Linked DNA regions of Zea mays: regions 1 and 3 are each linked to region 2. The links are chromatin contacts, called in public Hi-C maps. All regions are on one chromosome and are shown on one strand. Each heading gives the region's core, a stretch centred on a gene start, on an enhancer-like site or on the middle of the called end of the contact. The rest is flanking DNA. Distances are from core to core; before and after follow the strand shown. Region 1 holds the start of LOC100384655. Region 2 holds the start of LOC100192004. Region 3 holds the start of LOC103636210 (phosphatidylinositol/phosphatidylcholine transfer protein SFH6).

Region 1 (3,260 bases), core at 676-3,175, 260 kb after region 2:
ACAAACACCTGATAGATCTTAATTTCTTTAGGAACATGCATTTAGCCATGTGGAAATAAATGGGGTAGTGATTAGATACTATTGAAATTAATAAACACCTACCAAAGTTTGAGCTCGCAAAAGAGGGTTCTCAATCCTGATACATTAAAATGTGTTGGAACACGATGGAATAACTCATGCAAAACAATAACCAGATTTTTGACATCACAAGTATGTCATAAGGGATGGCAACTGAGTTATAACTGTTTTGCTATGGAACACGATGCAACATGGATAATACTGAAATGAAATTTTGTTTAGAAAAGGAGTCAAAGCTAAATCAAGTTGACTTGCATTTACACCAAGTCACCAACAAATAATAAAGAAAGAACACAAGTTGTAACATGAAAGAAGAGAGAATTGTCAACTGGTCTATGAACCAAATATTCCAGAGCGGCCAAATATAGTGAATTAGTGATTATTGACTGGCAACTGGCTGCGAACAAATATCATATTGTGTCTGAATATGGTGGGGATATACTTTTGCAGATCAGCTAGCCTGTTGAAATGATTTCCTCAGATTTTTCTTTAAATCAATCCAAATTTCGGTAGGCAGGGGTGCTGATTCAACAGGGGTATACTGAACGTAATGCTGCATTAAAATGATCACATTAAACTTAGTCAAATAACCCATAAAGCAATTAAAATCTCAAATTGACAGTTTTCTTGCCCACCAATTGAAACTTACAGCTAGACACCAGTGGTAAGACAATAACTGCGCTAAAAAGACTTCTGAAGATGCATGAAAATACAGGACTGGCATAGCCTAAAAATAAGTTGATATGATCAAATCACACTGAGACCATAACAGATTCTAGATATTGCTAGTGCAGGAGAATGAAATATACCGTACGCAGTGACAGATTGAAAAAACTAACTGGTATTTGCAGTGTTTCTATATAAAGAAGTCCAACATTTACGAAAGCGTGGATACATAATAGCCACGTTTTGTCTAAAAAGATAGCCATAGGTAAATGACAGACAGATAACACTGGAACAACAACATCACATCATTATCGCTGCTCAGTTCTAAGTTCTGCGAATTGGTGAATTCGGTTTCTGGAAAACTGAGACATTCATTACTATAAGAGTGTAATAAAAGGGTCAAGCCTCAAGGTCCGGCAATATCAAGCTGACATTGCAGATGAAGATCCATTCGAGTGGACATCACATCTAACATTCGAGCAGTAATCCATGGTGCCATGGTGGAGTCACCTTTGGCGGAGGGCATCTCCTTGCCGTCCTTCACGTAGAACTCGCGGATGGACACCAACGACCTGCCCTTAAACTCCGATAAAGTCACCCTCCTCTTGCTCGAAAGCTGCACGCACAAACCCACATCACGCCACAAAACCCTAGCATAACATTCGGATCGATTTGAACAAGAGCGAGAGAGGAGATACGGAAGAAGAAACTCACGCGGCACAGGATAAGGTCACCTTGGTCATCGTACTCTCTCTTCCCGCCACCCTTACCTTCATCCTCCTCCTCATCGTCATCCTCTTCGTCCTCCTCTTCGTGTTCCTTGCCCTTGCTCTCCCTGCCAGTGACGCCCTCCTCCTCCGCCTTCGCCTCCTCCTTGGAGGAGAGTGAAAGTAGGTATTCCTCAACGACGCCGCGGACGAAGAGCTTGCGGTCGGGTATGGAGAGGTCGATGCCGAGGCGGTCGCTGGCAGCGGCGCGGACCTTGTACTCCGTCACGGACTCCATATCGGAGCCCCGGAGGATCTCCAGCACCGTAGCCTCCACATTCTTCTTCGTTGCCTCGTCCATGCCGACGCCACCCAACCAACACGCCAACGTTTCTGCTCCCTTCGCCGGAGTTGGGGAGGGGAGAGTCCACAGGCCACAGCGCACTTCGACTCTGTAATTCTGTATGTCTGAGCGAGAAAATTGGTAGTTGACTGAGGTAAAATGAACTTTTTCATCGTTTTATTTGGCAAGAAAAGTTGGGTGGAGTCTAGGCTAACAAAGGCCAGAGAATATAAAACAAAAATGGATGGGCCGGCCCAAGATTCACAGCCGTACGACCCAACTGTAGACCGTAGCCCACCAATCCGCTTTGTCTCCCACTCTCCCTAAACTTCTCTCGTTGGCAATCGCACAAAAACTTTATTTGTCACAGCCTATTTCGTAGCTTCTTCGTATATTTAAAAACGAAAGTGGTATCAAACAGAACGTCTGTACCATAACATAATTAATTTAGCTGTTTTTCATAATAAACTAAAAGAATGCAATAGTGGAAGTCTATCAAATATAGGTCTTGTTTGGGCATGAGCATAGGTGTTTGTAAAGTAAATTAAGGATTACAAGAAAAGGCACCCTTTAGGTTTGAAAATAGGCATACTAAAACATCTATGGATCAAAGTGAAACAGGTATGTTTCTAGCACTTAGTCAATTATTGAGGTACTAATCATGTTTGACTAAATGATAGGGACCATAAGAAGTCGAGTCAAAAGGAGCAAAAGAAAGTTGGCATAAAAAGGAACAAGTTGTGCTGGACTAGGCGACACTGAACGGTTCGGTGCCATCCACCGGACAGTCCGGTGTCCGTCCGATCGTACTGGTCGCTCTCGGTTTCATCCGAGCACTCTCGGCTATAATTCACCGGACGGTCCGCGCGGAGCGTCGGACAGTCCGGTGTGAAGATAGACAACAGCTATCTGCCACGTCCGCCGCAGCCAATGGTCAGATGGTGCATCGGACAATTCGGTGCCCCCCACCAAACAGTCTGGTGCCCGCTTGAAACAGAAAGTGACCAATCAGGGATCTGTTAACTATTGCACTGTGCAGGTCCGGTGCGCCACCGGACAGACCGGTGCACCCACGGACAGGGAAGGCTGGGAGCTTCCAATTCAAGCTCCAACGGCTCCTAGGTCCCTTGGAGCTATAAAAGGACCCCAAGGCGCCATGGAGCGGTACCTAAGCATACTTTGAGCACACTACAACTCCAAGACTCCGCAACCACGCCTCTGAAGTGTTCTAGAGAGATTTGAGCGCATTTCTTCAGTCGTTACTCTATCGTTTTGTTGTTACGCTCTCTTCTTCACATTTGTGCGTGTTGTTGTTGCGTTGTGCTCTTGTGTGCGTATCTACTCCCCTCCTTACTCCGAATTTTATTGTGGTCATTTGTGTAAGATGTGATAGACTCCAATTTATAGAGATTCCTCACAAAGGGATATTGATATAAGGAAGACAATTGTGACACTCAAGTTTGATT
Region 2 (3,584 bases), core at 933-3,432:
TTTTAGTCCTTATCGCATCACGACAAAGATCGACAGTGTGGCTTATATGTTGGAGTTGCCCCTTGGCCTCTATTCATCCCATTTTCATGTTTCCCAGCTTAAAGCCCGTGTGCCGCCTACAGTCCCGGTTGGTGCCTCACTTCCTGATGCTAACATCGATATGCAAGTTCCCATTTAGGTACTCGCTCGACGTTCCATCTCTTGCGGTGCCAGTACTGTTCCTCAAGTACGAGTGCGTTGGTCTGGTATTGAGTGGGCCAAGGCCTTGTAATGAATAGAAAAGGAAATACTGGGTACCGGAAACAGGCATGAAGGAAAACATTGTTGCTCCTATCTCTCTTGTTCTTCTTCTTCCTTCCCATGCCATCCTTCCTCTTCTCCTTCTTTAGAAGCCATCTTCCAGGTTGTTGACAGAGCCCCACCCGCTGGATTCGTCCCTGGTTATGCTTACACCTGAAATAGATTATATTATTAATGTTTGGGGAAATCATACCTTTGTCTGCCACTAAGACACACTCAAGAATCTCGATTCGCAAGATTAAGTTTAGACCTCGCCATAATGGAACCATCGTTCGTAGGGCTCTAGGTCCTATAAATCTTCCATGGCCTCGACCAAAAGGAGAGGCTCGACATTATAAAACATATTATAGAAGTGTCCAAATGGAATGATGACTCCGCTGCTAGAGGGTACAAAGGCATTCCGCCCTTAGGCGCTATGAAGCTCATAGCCCCTAACGCATCGAGAACCTCCAAGGGTAAAATATTTAAGTCCTTAAAGCAACTTATGTCGTGGGGACACGAACCAGAGATTAAGTCCACGTGCTTCCTATGCCCTGAAGCAACTTATAAGTTATTAGGGACCCTCATGTCATAGGGCACTTATAAGAATCCTCAACGCATTTCGTGTCCTGGGGCACTAAGAAGCATAAGTCCTCGAGGCTCCTCGTGTTTTGGTGTGCCTATAAGTTTTTGTAACACCCCGTCCAATCCCTGGACCCGCGGTACTTACTCCTGGCAGCTTTCTAGGATCATATATTGTCCCCCCAGACCAACACAGGTCTTTTGTGCACACTTTGTCCTCACTCATGCGCACCCCAAAAACTTATCAATCGGTCACCCATCCCAAATTGCTCCAAGTCAAGCACGCTTAACTTGAAGGTTCTTTTGAGATAGGCTTCCAAAAAAGAAGATGCACCTTGTTGGTATGGATACTCTATTAATTCTATTAAGCCTTGGGTCAGAACATCACCGTCCCAGGGGCCAGGATATCACAGTTTTAGTCCTCGATGCCCCTCGTGTTTTAGAAAAAACTATCATTCATGGAGCTAGAGTCAAATGCTTGGCCAAATAGTTTTTTCTATTCCAACTTCAAGGTAGAGCTGCTCTATAATGGAGTTTGTAGAGTAGAGTTGAATTTCTTGGAGTGGGGCAGTCTCAAACACCCCTTAGATTTCTTATAAGTATCTAGAGACATGAGGGGCCACAAGGACCTAGATTATTCTAGCCAGAGATGTCATAGAGCCTTCGTCCTTGGAGTGATTGTGGATCCAGTGGACCATAGGTCTCTTAGGATTAGTTTGGGAACTCAAATCCTTTTCAAGGTTAGAGGAGATTGAGGGAAAAATAATTCATTTCTCCTCCAACCCCCTCTAATCACGGAGGAGATTTAAGTTTCCAAAGTAGCCCTAGAGCGCAAGCCAACCCATGCTTTAGTTACTCTTAAGACTAGTTTGAAAGTTTAAACCATCTTTTTTCTCTATCTCCTTCAATTTAGAAGGGGGTTTGAGTTTTTAAGTTAGACTTTATAGTGTAATTATATTCCTTGGGGTACCCCTTAAGGCCATGTTTGTTTCATCCCCAAACCATAGGGATTGAGCGGGATTGGAAGAGATTGAGGATGATTTTGACTTATAGAGGATTTGTTCCCCCTCAATCCCCATGGGACAAAAAACGAACTGAGCCTAAGATGACGTGGCTCAAAAAAATCGGTCTAAAAGAGAGGATTGAAAGATTAAAATATTCGTGCTTCCAAACTGCCAATATGCCATGCATGTGCCCCCAGCGGGCAGCGGCCCAGCTCATCACCCCAGTTCAGTTGTCGCCGTCACGGTCTTCGTGCACCTCCCGTCCATACCCATAAATAAACGTGTGCCCACACATCTGCTCACACAACCGCACCACAGTACTCTCTCCAGTGTCCACAGAAACAGAATTCCGCTCCCTCCCCGTGTCCTCCTCCCGCGCCCGCGCATCGTGAGGTGGAGTTCCCACCCCGAGGCCGCAATGGCGACGGTGGAGGTGGTGGTGGCCAACGGCTTGGGTGGCGCCGACACCAAGACCGTGTTTAAGGAAACATACAGCAAGCTCAAGGAGGAGATGCTAGACGACCCCGCCTTCGAGTTCACCGACGAGTCGCTACAGTGGATCGACCGCGTAATGCTCTCTTCGCCTCCAGGCTCCAGCCCTCCACTCAGTTTAGTTTACTGTGATCTCTCTGGCGGTCCCGTCAGCTCTTTCGATTTCTACCGAGTTTTCTGGGCTTTCGGTGATTCCGAGGATCTGGCTGGCCATTGAATTCTTCAGGTGTGAGGGATATGAGTACCAGAGCCAGAATACTCCCTCGGTCAATTCCTATAGTTTTATTTTGAGTCAAACTTTTTTATGTCAAAATTTTATGAGACCAAATGATCATGTTATAAAAATATATTTTATGATATACCTAATGATGCGGTTCATAAATCTTGATGCCTTTTTTTTAAAAATTCGGTCTGACTTAGAAAAGTTCGACTTTAAAAGAAAAACTCTGTGAATTGATGCTGAGGAGAAAATAAACATGAAGGATTCTGTTTAGATTAGTTCAAATATGTTAGAAGTACTTGCCTGCCAGGGATCGATCAATTTGTCGCGAAAGGCCTAACAAGTTTGCAGTTTGCTGTTACCTGTTACTAGAAGTAACTTCCCTTGCTAATAATTTGCTCACTACAGTTTAGTCTCTGGCTTTAGTTGTTGTTCCTTATAGTTGACACTACCTCCGGTCACAATTAGATGATGTTTTGGGTAGCAAATTAGGTTGGTGTTTAGTTACTTCTAGTGTTCAAAAGCTCATCTGATTTATGACCCAAGTATAATGGGTATTTAATATGTTTCCATTGGACCTTACCTTCTGTATTGATCTAGGGCTCGCGGGCAAACTTATGGGCTTTTTTAGAAAAAATACTCCCTGAACATTATTAAGCTGAGATGACCAACTTCTTTGAAAATTGAGTATTTGAGTTACATGTGAGTATCCACTGTATAAAGGGGGAAACATAAAAAATAATGAAAGTTCTGGTCATGAAAATATATATATATATATATAACTGATGGAATTGACCAGACAACTCTTATAATGATTGTTCACTAATTCCCATTTTGATTTTTAATTTGTGACTGCGGAGAAGGAAATTAGCAGAAACTGGAAATGTACATAATGGATCCCATTGTTTCTGATGATGTCTTTCACTTATAGTTTCTTTGGTTAAGATCAGAGAATAATGTATCACTAGCTCGGGTAACTTTGTGACCTGTTTATTTCTTCTGGAGCA
Region 3 (3,350 bases), core at 418-2,917, 300 kb before region 2:
TTTTCGCAGCAATAGAACAAGCTGGAAACCTCATCTGGAGACATCTCTCGAACTCCTTGACATGATATTTTAAATAGCGGTCAATAGTTGTGATCTGCACTAGTTTGTTGGTATCAACTTTCCCAATTAGTTCTATGTAAACGGGTCTTCCATCTTTGTCCACACCATGGTAAAACTGCGGATAGTACTTCACAACTTCATCTAATTCAGTGTAGTCAAATTCCTAAAGGACCAGATTAGACTTTTAAAATTAAACGAAAAGAAATGATCACACTACATATATCATGGGGTATATGTTTTGGTATATTACAAAATTAGCTTTACCTCTATATTGTCAGCACCAAATTCCTTCCTCCATCTAAGCATCTCTGACCACATATGTTTTGCTTTGTCAATATTAAATTTTCTTGCTTTCAGGAACCTACATGTAAAAGGCATAGAAAGAAAAGTTAAACCAAATAAGGGGGCGAAATTCTATTCATGAGTTTTTTCCATGTAAAAATATTGTGCAGGAAATAAAAACTTGACAGAAGAGAAGAACCAAGAAACTTAAGATGAGCAAATCAGATGCAGCAATACCTCAACATCGTGTGATAATCATCGTGATGTTCTGGCAACAGACCATCATCAAGTAAACACTGGCGAAACCTTTCAACAATCTCCAGCTCTTGAACATCTCTTATGTCTTCTATTGAGGCTATATGGTTATCATTCTTTGTTTTACTCTTTCTCCTTAAGGAATGCCTAAATCTATACCCTGTAGTAACTGCTCTCTTCTTGAAGGAATCCTTTTTGGGCTTTCTTTCTCCTTCTGAGTTCTCTTCATCAGAATTGCACTCTCGCTTTTCGTCACTGTGTGCACGACCCTCATGACCTGCACACAAAACTACTTAGCATTCCGTGTCTCAGCCAAATCCAAATCGGAAATCAGTATAGCAGTCATAACAATGAGTAGGCAAATTGAAAATTGCCATGCTTCACAAAGAATAAAATATGGTGCTACAACTTGTAAGTCATTTTATGCCCCTTCCCGCGGGCATCAATTCAGCAGAAATACTCTCATCTTTTTGAATCGAAGTACCCAGTTTTGAAGGAGATGTTTGTTATTTTGAGTCCGTCAATCAATTATCAGGTTCTCAGCAGTCAACTGTCAATATTAACCTAACAGAAGGAAATTTTTACATCCACTAAAAGCGGAGTTACAACTGAACCGATGAACCAGAGTAGCGAGATGCCCCACTCTCCAACCCCAACATCATGTAGTTGAAGGCACAAAGGCAAAAAGGAAATCATCAACAACATGTAGTTGAAGCAAACACATTTTAGCACTCACTCGGTGTCGCGAGCCGGTCGATGGTTGCCGACATTCCCTTCTCCGAAGTCCCAAAGCGGGTGTAATTCCTCTGTTGGGATTCCAATTTCAGAGCCCTCGCTACGACCCTAACCCCTAACGAATGGGGCTCTCGATCGAGGAGTAAAGAAACGATGGATTGCTCCTAATCAAGTTTTTTTCCCTAAGCGGAGAATTTTGAAGCCTTTTTTAGCAAAGAATTTTGATGCCTTTTTTGGAGGAAGGGGAAAAGAAGCTTCTGCTTTCCCTTCATCGGTGGAGAGAGGACAGAGGCGGAGGTACACGGTTCCCGGCAAGATCAGGTCCATGGGCCTCCGAAGTGCGAGGTAGCATTACCGGCTCAAATATGCCACGTGTAGAGTTGTAGCGGGAGATTGTAGGTATAACGCATCAGGATCCAAATATGTCTTCACAATTCTTTTGAGTTCTAAATTAATTTTAGTTTAAAAATAAACAAAAATAGAATCTGATCCTAATCTAATTCTTGAATTTTATAGTGTAAAATTTAGAGCTTATTGTAACCCCTATATATGAGATATTATTATTTTTCACTAGTAAGGATATTGTTTTGAAAATGTCAAGTATTACCTAGAAAGAATGCATTTAGATATTTAGGATCAATGTTATAGAGATATGTGAATATTGATAAAGATATTAATCATATAAGTAAAGCAAGGTGTATAAAATGACGTCAAATATTTGACGTTCTATATAACAAGATGGCACCAAAAAAACTAAAAGAAACATTTATAGAGCGGATTTTTATGTTCAAGTTGTGTTATTTTTAATTCTTTTATAAATTATGTAATTTTATCTGATTAGTTATGTAATCAGATATCAACGAGTAGAGACGCAAGGCGGATCAAGAGAGGTGCCCTCGTCCGCATCAACGCCGAGCTTACCCGTTTCAGCGGTAGGAGCTACAGGGTTCTTCTCTCGCTAAAAGCTACAGGGCTCTTCGCTCGCTTTTGCAACAGGCTCAAAATTTATAGCGTTGATGCCCCGGGGACTAGATTTGTGGGGGTTCTCTTTGTCATCATTTCGAGCATGTGTTGTCCACATGGTCGGATCATTGAACAAAATTTTTCGGTGGTCGGTTTTGTAACTTGTTCTCAGCTTCGGCTACCTTTGGAGATTCCACCTTTTTGCGCGGGGACATTAAGGTGTTTTTGCTTATTCAAGCCACAAATTGATAGTTCAACGATGAGAGAGATGTTAAAACATGTCAAAAAAACAGGGGAGAACCATCTAAAAGTGTTAGAATGAGAGAAATGTTGAGATACTTGATAGTTAAAAAAAAACAGATTTGGCAGCCTAAATAGTTCAAATATCAGCATGTCACTGAGTGCAACAAATCCTTACACAAGTTTCTAGCTCAAAAGGCGTAAGTCTGAGAAATTAGTAGATACAGTTTGCTAACCCAAAATAACATATAATAGTTACAACTGAATCGACACACTACGCTCCAAATTTGATGGGAGTTTCAGTTGAGAGGGATTAACTTCCTCTTGATAAACCAAGACGCTCGTCATCTCCATTGTTGCCCTTAGAGCTTGGTCTCCAAAAAAAAGCGCATCTAAAAAACATATGAAAAGTGGTCTGAAAGCGTTACAGAGTGAGAAATGTTAAAACGTGCCCCAAAGAAGTGGAGCGGGTGAGAAATATTGCAGGTTATCAAATAGACAAACTAACTCAAGATACTTGATAGTTAAAAGTATTCAGATTGGGCAGGCTAAATAGTTCAAGTATCACCATATCATAAACCAGGAATAGCTCCGACTGGATCTGGATCAGCTAAGTGTAAAAGAAGGATTGTTAACACAAACTGGTTTACAGACAGATTTGAAAGATAAAAGAGAACAAAAAGACAACCAACACAATCGAAAAAGCACACAGAGAACTAACATCATGGGTTTCCTTTCCTCAGCATACCTAGCTCCGGGACATACTCATATTTTATTCTGATAATTCAATTGTGTTAGCCGACTGCCCATGACAT

Evidence for each region. A called contact is a pair of places that touch in the nucleus more often than the background predicts.
Region 1: a contact with region 2 is called in a Hi-C map of leaf, with 4 times the contacts expected there. The contact joins the promoter of LOC100384655 here to the promoter of LOC100192004 in region 2. A contact is called at or near these places in 2 of 25 Hi-C or Micro-C datasets (both in leaf).
Region 3: a contact with region 2 is called in a Hi-C map of ear, with 1.6 times the contacts expected there. The contact joins the promoter of LOC103636210 here to the promoter of LOC100192004 in region 2. A contact is called at or near these places in 2 of 25 Hi-C or Micro-C datasets (ear and tassel).

What each region holds. Positions count from the first base shown.
Region 1 is chr8:157,814,759-157,818,018 of Zm-B73-REFERENCE-NAM-5.0, forward strand. It overlaps LOC100384655, which reads right to left and starts at 1,926. Exons shown (of 3, transcript NM_001177140.1): 1 at 1,459-1,926; 2 at 1,255-1,360. The coding sequence starts at 1,812.
Region 2 is chr8:157,557,270-157,560,853 of Zm-B73-REFERENCE-NAM-5.0, forward strand. LOC100192004 reads left to right here and starts at 2,183. Exons shown (of 11, transcript NM_001137428.1): 1 at 2,183-2,433. The coding sequence starts at 2,284.
Region 3 is chr8:157,259,833-157,263,182 of Zm-B73-REFERENCE-NAM-5.0, forward strand. It overlaps LOC103636210 (phosphatidylinositol/phosphatidylcholine transfer protein SFH6), which reads right to left and starts at 1,668. Exons shown (of 14, transcript XM_008658563.3): 1 at 1,334-1,668; 2 at 580-874; 3 at 325-421; 4 at 1-223. The coding sequence starts at 1,367.